Regions from separate parts of the Callithrix jacchus genome. Here region 2 is linked to region 1. The links are chromatin contacts, called in public Hi-C maps. All regions are on one chromosome and are shown on one strand. The core of a region is the stretch at or near the end of the contact, and the rest is flanking DNA. Distances in the headings are between cores, read along the strand shown.

The links. A called contact is a pair of places that touch in the nucleus more often than the background predicts.
Region 2: a contact with region 1 is called in a Hi-C map of skeletal muscle, with 7 times the contacts expected there. The contact joins the promoter of SNRPA1 here to the promoter of TM2D3 in region 1. A contact is called at or near these places in 2 of 3 Hi-C or Micro-C datasets (both in skeletal muscle).

What each region holds. Positions count from the first base shown.
Region 1 is chr6:8,325,896-8,330,342 of calJac240_pri, reverse strand. TM2D3 (TM2 domain containing 3) reads right to left here and starts at 2,409. Exons shown (of 9, transcript XR_013536586.1): 1 at 2,285-2,409; 2 at 1,711-1,788. TARS3 (threonyl-tRNA synthetase 3) reads right to left here. Exons shown (of 20, transcript XM_054257191.2): 20 at 4,269-4,447.
Region 2 is chr6:8,684,040-8,688,486 of calJac240_pri, reverse strand. SNRPA1 (small nuclear ribonucleoprotein polypeptide A') reads right to left here and starts at 2,190. Exons shown (of 9, transcript XM_002749063.6): 1 at 2,043-2,190. The coding sequence starts at 2,124.

The sequences.
Region 1 (4,447 bases), core at 1,160-3,659:
ACACCTGCAATTAAAGCAGAGTTCTGCAAATAACCAGCTGTGTGACCTGGTGGGCCCCATACTTGTAAAACATTACTTCATTCCTGCCTCCCAAGTGGCTGTGAAAACTAAGGGTGCTCACATACAAATAATGCATAGAAAATTCTGCGTATACATTAAGAGCTTTTTTAAAAAAAAAAAAACTATCATTTTGTAAGTTGAAAAACTAAAACTTACAGTGGGGTTTGTGCAGAATCACGGAGGAAGTCCGTGGCAAAACTGGAACTAGAACCCAAATCTCTCCATTTCCAATCCAGTGTTCTCTTCAAAAATCTGAATTCACTAGTTTAGAAATGAAGCCACTGACATCCTCAGGACATCAACTCTAGAAAATGTCATGATTTCACACTGGTACTTCGATAAGCCATATTTGCTAATAATATTCACAGCTTTATCCTACCAAAGTTCAAAATAGTTCTCTATTTTAATAACTTCTTCAGTGAGCTGCAACCTTTTTTTTTTTTTTGAGACTGAGTTTTGCTCTTGTTGCCCAGGCTGGAGTGCAATGGCGTGATCTCAAAGCAACCTCTGCCTCCTGGGTTCAAGTGATTCTCCTGCCCCAGCCTCCCGAGTAGCTGGAATTACAGGCATGCGCCACCATACCCAGCTAATTTTGTATTTTTAGTAGAGACCGGGTTTCTCCATGTTAGTCAGGCTGGTCTCGAACTCCCAACCTCAGATGATCTGCCCACCTCAGCCTCCCAAAGTGCTGGGATTACAGGTGTGAGCCACCGCGCCCGGCCTCAGCTACAACTTATTTCCAACCAACCTAATCAGGTGTGCAATGTATTTTTACCAACTGAGAGGATCCAAATTGCAAGTATTCCTGAAAAGGGCTTTCAAAAGCCTGCAAGAGTCAAGAACTCTTGTGCTTTCTCTACAAAGTAATCTGCATTTAAAATTCAAGTGCACTACTATTTTTTACATCCAAATAATCAGTAAAATACCTCTGCCAGTTTCAATTCACTCAAGTAATGTCACTCTAAAGTGATGAAATTAGAGTCAAAGCCTCCACTTAGCAAAACACATTAATGCTTATTTAAAACTGGTCCTACTTTACTCACTGTATTAAGTGGACAATTCTACAAAATACTCTTTTCTGTGATCCCATGACTATGTGGCTGGAAGGTGGACATTTAGAATCACAAAGCAGAAATGACTTTAGGCCATCAGACCAACCCCACCACTTTAAAGATGAGAACCAAGGTCCGAAGGGCATAATTTGTTCAAGATCCCAGTAGCAAAACCAGATCTAGATTCCAGGTCTCCATCAGCCCCTCTGTGATCCTTCCATTTCACACAGTCCTGGCGGAGCCTTTGATATATTATATAACATCGGGAACAGAATTCTAGAAGTAGAGGAAATTTGCTGAAGGAAAGAAGCACTGACTGACGGTTACTTTGATGGATGAAGTGGAAAAATAGAAATAAGGAGACAAATGAGCGCGGGACTGGAAAAAGATGAGGTAGAAACGTCAAAAGGTATCCAAATGCCAAGACTATCTACTGAAAATGGCTGTGTATCTGCCCTTAATTCACATCATCTAAAATACAATAAAATATTCAAAAATGGAAAGTGACTTTGTATACTAAGGGAAATTTTTATCAAAAACGAAGAGAAATTACTAGATAGAAATACACACATTTACCAGAATAGAAAATGTCTAGTACCTGCTGCCCTGGGAACTACTGTGAATGTGCGTGTTGGGCCCGGATCCTTTATTGACTGAGCCAGCGCCTGCGATTGCTCTAAATTTAAGGATCGTACAATTAGACAAACATGTTATCCCGGGGCGAGAATACCTCGTTTTGTGTGGTTAACACGGCGGGTCTACACCAGGCCAATAAGCTGCTCATGAAAACCTCACGGCTTGGCATCCAGAAAACACAAAACTTAGGGACGAAACGTCAACGGGTGGGCACCAGTTCAGACCTGCCGGCAACGAGGGACCGAAGGGTGGCATCGCGCTCCAGTTCCGCCTCCCCGGCCGAGCCCCCAAGCGCTCCACCTCCGTTCCAGGGCTCCGCAGCCGCGATGGGCGGCTCGGTGTCGTCGTAACGTAGGGGCGGCCTCGGGCCGGGCGGCCAGGGCGCCAGACTCCAGATGCAGCGACGTGCCGCCCGGAGCCGGGCACTCGGCCTCCTCCCCACGTCAGCCTCCGCCCGTGGGCCCAGCCTCCTAGCAGCTCCCGGGGCCCCGCTGCCACTCAGCTCCACCCCGCGCTGATCCCGGCCTTTGACTCACCACCGCCTGACAGAATGCAGAACTGCGAGAGAAAGAGCAGCACGCGACACAGGGCGCTGAGGCCCCACAGCGGGCGCACCCCAGCGGCCATCTTGCTGGCGTGTGCACACTTCCGGGCCGGGGACAGGCCCTGCGAGTCGGGGCGGGGCGCGGGCGCGCGCGTGAAAGGGGGGCGGGGCAGGGCGGGCGCGGCTCGGAGCGGGAGTGGGCAATGGGCGCAGGCGCGCTGCGTCTTCGGGCGGCTGGCTTCTGCGCTTGCGCTTTCCCCGCGCGGGTAGCGGGTGGTTTTCTTCCGGTTGCGCTCTCCGGGAGGCTCACAAGGAGGATGCGAGCCTGGGAAGTTGCTTGGTTCCCATGCGTACTTGAATGAGGGGCTCACTAATCTTTCCACCGCAGGAGACCTGAGAAGGGTCATCCATGGACCGAAATGCACACCCGAAGCCACCCAGAGCAGAGGCGGGCAAATGTGGGAGGCCGGCCGCCCCGGGTGTGGTTGGATGTTGTGTGCTGGGTCCTGTGCGAAGGTTCCGAGGACAGTATCGCGTGGCGTTTCATCCTAAAGATACTTATTTACAGTCGGGGAAGCGGCCTCGGGGCGACAAGGGCCCGAGGGGTCGCTCCCCTGGGGCCGGCGCTCAAGCCTGCTGTGGTTTTCACTTTTGGCCAGCTCGTGGAAGATACGCAGCACTTCTAAAAAGTGCCTCTCTGACCTGGAGGAGCAGGATGGCCCGAGGCGCTGCGAAGTGAGGGGAGGGTCCAGAGCACAGCCCTGCCTGGGGAAGGTGGGCCATCGGGGGAGCAGCGCGCAGGCCCCAGCTCCCTGCGACCCTCGCCGGTTTCTATCACAAAACACCTGGAAGGAACCATGCTGGTGACCTGCGCTCTCCTCCCACCCACCTGCCGCGGGAATCATTCATTCCGCGGTCTTCTGACTGCCATCCCTCACGTGCATGTTTGATGATTTTTTTTTTTTTTTAATACATGGAAAAGTGCCTGCACATAAGCCCTGGATGTTAGCTTTAAAAATCGTTATCATGGCCGGGCACGGTGGCTCACGCCCGTAATCCCAGCATTTTGGGAGGCCGAGGTGGGCGGATCACGAGGTCAGGAGATCGAGAGCATCCTGGCTAACACAGTGAAACCCCAACTCTACTAAAAATACAAATAGCCGGGCATGGTGGCACACGCCTGTGGTCCCAGCTACTCGGGAGGCTGAGGCGGGAGAATCGCTTGAACCCGGGAGGCCGAGGTTGCGGTGAGCTGATACCGTGCCATTGCACTCCAGCCTGGCGACAGAGCAAGATTTGGTCTTAAAAAAAATCTTGGCTAGGTGCGGAGGTTCACGCCTGTAATCCCAGCACTTTGGGAGGCCGAGGCGGGTAGATCACGAGGTCAAGAGATCGAGACCATCCTGGTCAACATGGTGAAACCCTATCTCTACTAAAAATTCAAAAAATTAGCTGGGCATGGTGGCGCGTGCCTGTAATCCCAGCTACTCAGGAGGCTGAGGCAGGAGAATTACCTGAACCCAGGAGGCGGAGGTTTCGGTGAGCCGAGATCGCGCCATTGCACTCCAGCCTGGGTAACAAGAGCGAAACTCCATCTCAAAAAAAAAAAAAACTTATCACGTAATCTGTGCCTTATACTGCTACATAGGTCTTGATAGATACTGTTTTGTTTTTCCAACAGTTTCACTGTTCACGTCCCTCAGGAAGTTAACTAAATGATCAGTATATTGAACAGAGAGAGAATTTCTGACATTTCCTTTGAATTCCACAGCACCTCAACAAATAAACAATACTTCTTGTTTGGTAGCTGAATTCTCTGTTGACATAATGCCATTTTAATTCAGTTCTGAGCAAGTAACGCATTCCTCTCTTAAATCTGAAATCCATTTCAGTATACAAATCAATGGAATGTCATCCCATCAAAAAAGTAATTTAACTCTAGGTGAGCTGCTTAACTGAAACACTGGAAACGCTGATGGACTTCATTTGGGAATTTATTTTTTCTAAAGCTGAACAAACCCCAATTATGAATTACAAACATTTAAAAGGCAACTCTTAACCTATAGTGCAAACACCAGATTCCACAAAACTGAATTCCTCTGTCAGTAATCCAATATTTAGTAGTAGCTGCTGCTTTTGTGGTAATTGGCTGAAA
Region 2 (4,447 bases), core at 941-3,440, 360 kb before region 1:
ATTATTATGTTAGGAGCTAAAAGAAATATTCCAAAGAAACAAGGTCTATTTAAAAAAAAAAAAAAACTCAGCCAAAGTTAAAGTACACAACTCAGGGCTGTACTACAAGTACTGCATCAAAAGAAGTATTCTCAACACTGCACGCACTCCACAGAGAGAAATGGCAGAGATCACCGTAAGTGATGATTTGCTCTTGAACTGAACCTTTCTCTAAGAAACTTAAATTCAACAAAATAAAAATACTGGGCCAGACGCGGTGGTTCAAGCCTGTAATCCCATCACTTTAGGATGCCGAGGTGGGTGGATCGTCTAAGGTCCGGAGTTCGAGATCAACCTGACCAACATGGAGAAACCCTGTCTCTACTAAAAATATAAAGTTAGCCGGACGTGATGGCACATGCCTGTAATCCCAGCTACTCGGGGGAGGCGGGGAGGGCTGAGGCAGAAGAATCGCTTGAACCCAGGAGGGGGAGGTTGCATTGAGCCAAGATTGTGCCATTGCACTCCAGCCTGGGCAACAAGAGCAAAACTCAGACAAAAAAAAAAAAAAAAAGGAAAGAAGAAAGAAAGAAAGAGAGAGAGAGAAAGAAAGAAAGAAAAAACTGGGGGCTGGGCGCGGTGGTTCACGTCTGTAATCCCAGCGCTTTGGGAGTCCAACGGGGGCAGATCACTTGAGGTCAAGAATTCAAGACCTGCCTGACCAACATGGTGAAACCCCATCTCTACTAAAAATACAAAAATCAGCCAGGCGCAGTGGTACATGCCTGAAATCCCAGCTACCCGGGAGGCGGAGGCACAAGAATCACTTGAACCAGGGACGCAGAGTTTACAGTGAGCCGAGATCACACCACTGCACTCCAGCAAAGGGGAAAGAACAAGACTTCATCTCAACGCAACACAACACAACACAAAACAATGCGATTCCCCAAAGGTCAGCAAGAAATCAAAGCAAATCCCGAGACCATAGGTCCCCGTGGGAATCTCAGGCTACGACTGCACTGCCGTACCCCAGAGAAGTTGCTCTTCACATTCTTTCTAAAGCGGTCTCCTGAAATGCCAACTAGCTAACTGCCCTCCCAATTTCTTACCAAGTCTTACTAAGGTTGAAATAGTACAGGAATCTAAATAATTGTGAGCGCTTCCGCAACTTACACACAGCACCCGGCGGTGGAAGCCTGGGTGAAACAGTTCAATCTTTAAAACGTCTTCACGAAGGGGAAACGCCAAACAATTAAAGCTACTAAGTAGAAAATACTGGGGTAGCCGGGCGCGGTGGCTCACGCCTGTAATCCCAGCACTTTGGGAGGCCGAGGCGGGAGGATCACGAGGTCAAGAAATCGAGACCATCCTGGTCAACATGGTGAAACCCCGTCTCTACTAAAAATCAAAAAATTAGCTGGGCATGGTGGCGCGTGCCTGTAATCCCAGCGACTCAGGAGGCTGAGGCAGGAGAATTGCTTGAACGCAGGAGGCGGAGGTTGCGGTGAGCCGAGATGGCGCCATTGCACTCCAGCCTGTGTAACAAGAGCAAAACTCCGTCTCAAAAAGAAAGAAAGAAAGAAAATACTGGGGTAAACAATCGCTTTTGTTCGGGGACTTAGTTTCTTCCATCACATTAAGAATAATGAAGACATATCCTATCTACACTCACAATATCATCTGGCGGCAAGTACTGAGAACCAATCACTCGCCCTGCACTAGGGTTACCACCGTTAATGAGTCGCTCTTCCCGGCCCTCAGAGTCCGCTACGAAACAGCCAAGCAAGGCCTAACAGAGCCCCACGAGCATGCAGCAGGGAGTAATGAAATCACCCGTGCTTCTCAGGAGGCACAGCAGTAACAGAAGGCTCCCAAGAGCCTAACGGGACGCGCGCTTGGCAACAACGGCAAGAATCAGGCAGGGCGGTCTCGGCGCAGCCCGATCCGGGTCTAGATTACCCACCCGCGGGCCAAGCTCCGGCCTTCGGTGCACGCGGCGGAGCGCGGATCGTAAGGCGGCGCAGTGCCGCCCTGGGACTGCCCGCCCGCGCCCCCGGACTCACCTCGGAGGTCCAGCTCCCGGTCGCGCACCGCATTGGTGTATTGGGCCGCCTGCTCGATCAACTCCGCCGTCAGCTTGACCATTCTGCCGCCTCTGGCTTCCCAGCGTAGCCGAAAGGACGCTGCCTCCTGCGTCCCAACGTGCCCCGCGCCGCGCCGCGCCGCCAGGCAGCACCAATCGCATCCGCCGAGTGCGCGCGCAGCTCGACCGCCAGGCCGAAGCAATCGAAGAGCCACGCCCCCGGGGTTGTTCTGGCCCCAAGTCCTGGCGCGCGCGCTGGGGACGTGTTTGTTTCTGGGTTCTTTCCTGGGGTGTATCTGGAGTCTGATGGACCTCAGATTCCAGACGTTGGTGTTTAAAAGTTAAGGCGAATGTGGAAACACCCGAGGGGAACTTTCTCATGCACTAGCTCACCTTGAGGTGGGAGGGGAAGCTGTGATTGTCCCCAGCAGGCGCGGGGACCCGTGGGCTTCAGTGAAGGGTCGACGAGTTCAGGTACCTGTCCCGAGCCTAGACCTTGGCCCCAGGCTACAGCGTGAGCTCCCGGGCTAGGTGACCCGCCCGGGGCAGGTCGCTGGGACAACTCCACCGCCCCGCCAGTGCAACCCGGTCGCGGGCACGGTAGGGTTTGCCGTTAGGTTTGCGGCCTTTAGACTTCTGAATATTCATATAAAGTATGATATACAGAAAAGTGTGCAAATCAGGTGTTTACAGCGTGACTAATGACCAGAGTGAACACAACTGCATAGCCGACGCCGGGATCCAAAAAAAACCCACTGTTTTGAAAACCTCCCTCTTCGCAAAGGCAACCGCAAACTCAACACCACAGACTCGTTTTAGAAATTCCATTTGACCCAGCAATCCCGTTACTGGGTATATACCCAAAGGATTATAAATCATTCTGTTATAAAGACACATGCACACGTATGTTCATAGCGGCACTATTTACAATAGCAAAGACCTGGAAGCAACCCAAATGCCCATCAGTGATAGACTGGACAAGGAAAATGTGGCATATATGCACCATGGAATACTATGCAGCCATAAAAAACGATGAGTTCTCATCTTTCATAGGGACATGGATGAATCTGGAAACCATCATTCTCAGCAAAGGACACAAGAACAGAAAATCAAACACCGAATGTTCTAACTCTCATTGAACAATGATAACATGGACACAGGGAGGGGAGCATCACACACTGGGGTCTGTGGTGGGGACAAGAGAGGGACAGCGGGGAGTGGGGGCAGGTCGGGGAGGGATAACATGGGGAGGAATGCCAGATGTAGGTGATGGGGTGGGGGAGGATGGAGGCAGCAAACCACTTTGCCATGTGTGTACCTACCCAACAATCATGTATGATCAGCACATGTACCCCAGAAACCTAAAGTATAATTAAAAAAAAAAAGTAAAAAAAATTTGGAAAAAACTAAAAAATAACAATAAAAAATATAAATTTTTAAAACTGAAAAAATAAATAGAATCCCACAGTATCCTTTTTTTTTTTTTTTTTTTTTTTTTTTTGGCCTAGTTTCTTTGCGTCTATGTTATGTCTGGAGTCCATCCAAGTTACATACAGAGATGGTTTGTTTGCTTGCACTGCTGAAGAAAATTCCATTGTATATATTATACTGTAATTTTCAATTACTTATTCTGCTGTTGATGGACATCAAGGTTGTTTTCAGTTTAGGGCTATTCTGAGTAATGTTGCTGTAAATTTTCGGGTATGTGGATGAGTTTCTCCTGGAGTGGAATTGCTGGGACTTAGGGTGTGATATGTATCATCCATAAGTAATGCCCAACAGTCATGCTAAGAGGCTGAAATACACACTCCCTCCGCGTGTAAGGGTTTTCATGGCTTCCAGCTTCAGCCGTGTCGGCATTTTAAGTGTCTCACTTTAGTCGTTCTCATGGGTGTGTGGGGTTACTGCTCTACTGCTTTTCTTTTCTTTTCTCTAATAACTAATGAAGCTGAGAACCTTTCATGTGTATGTTGCCCATTCTGATAGCTTCCTTTGTTAAGTGCCTTTTCAAGTCCCTTACTCAGTTTTTTCCTTACGGAGTTGTCTGCCTTTTTTCTTACTGATGTGGGGAATTTCTTTATAAAGGATATGAACACGCTCTGTGGCTTGCCTTTCCACTCTTAATGGTATTGTTTGATGATTAGAATTTTTTTTTTCTTTTGAGTCACAGTCTCGCTCTGTCACCTGGGCTGGCGTGCAGTGGTGCCATCAGGACTCTCTGCAGCCTCGACCTCTCAGGCTCAATCAGGACTCACTGCAGCCTCGACCTCTCAGGCTCAAGAGATCCTCCCACCTCAGCCTCCTGAATAGCCAGGACTACAGGCACAGGTCAACAGTCCTGGTTAATTTTTGTATTTTTTGTAGAGATGAGGTTTCAGCATGTTG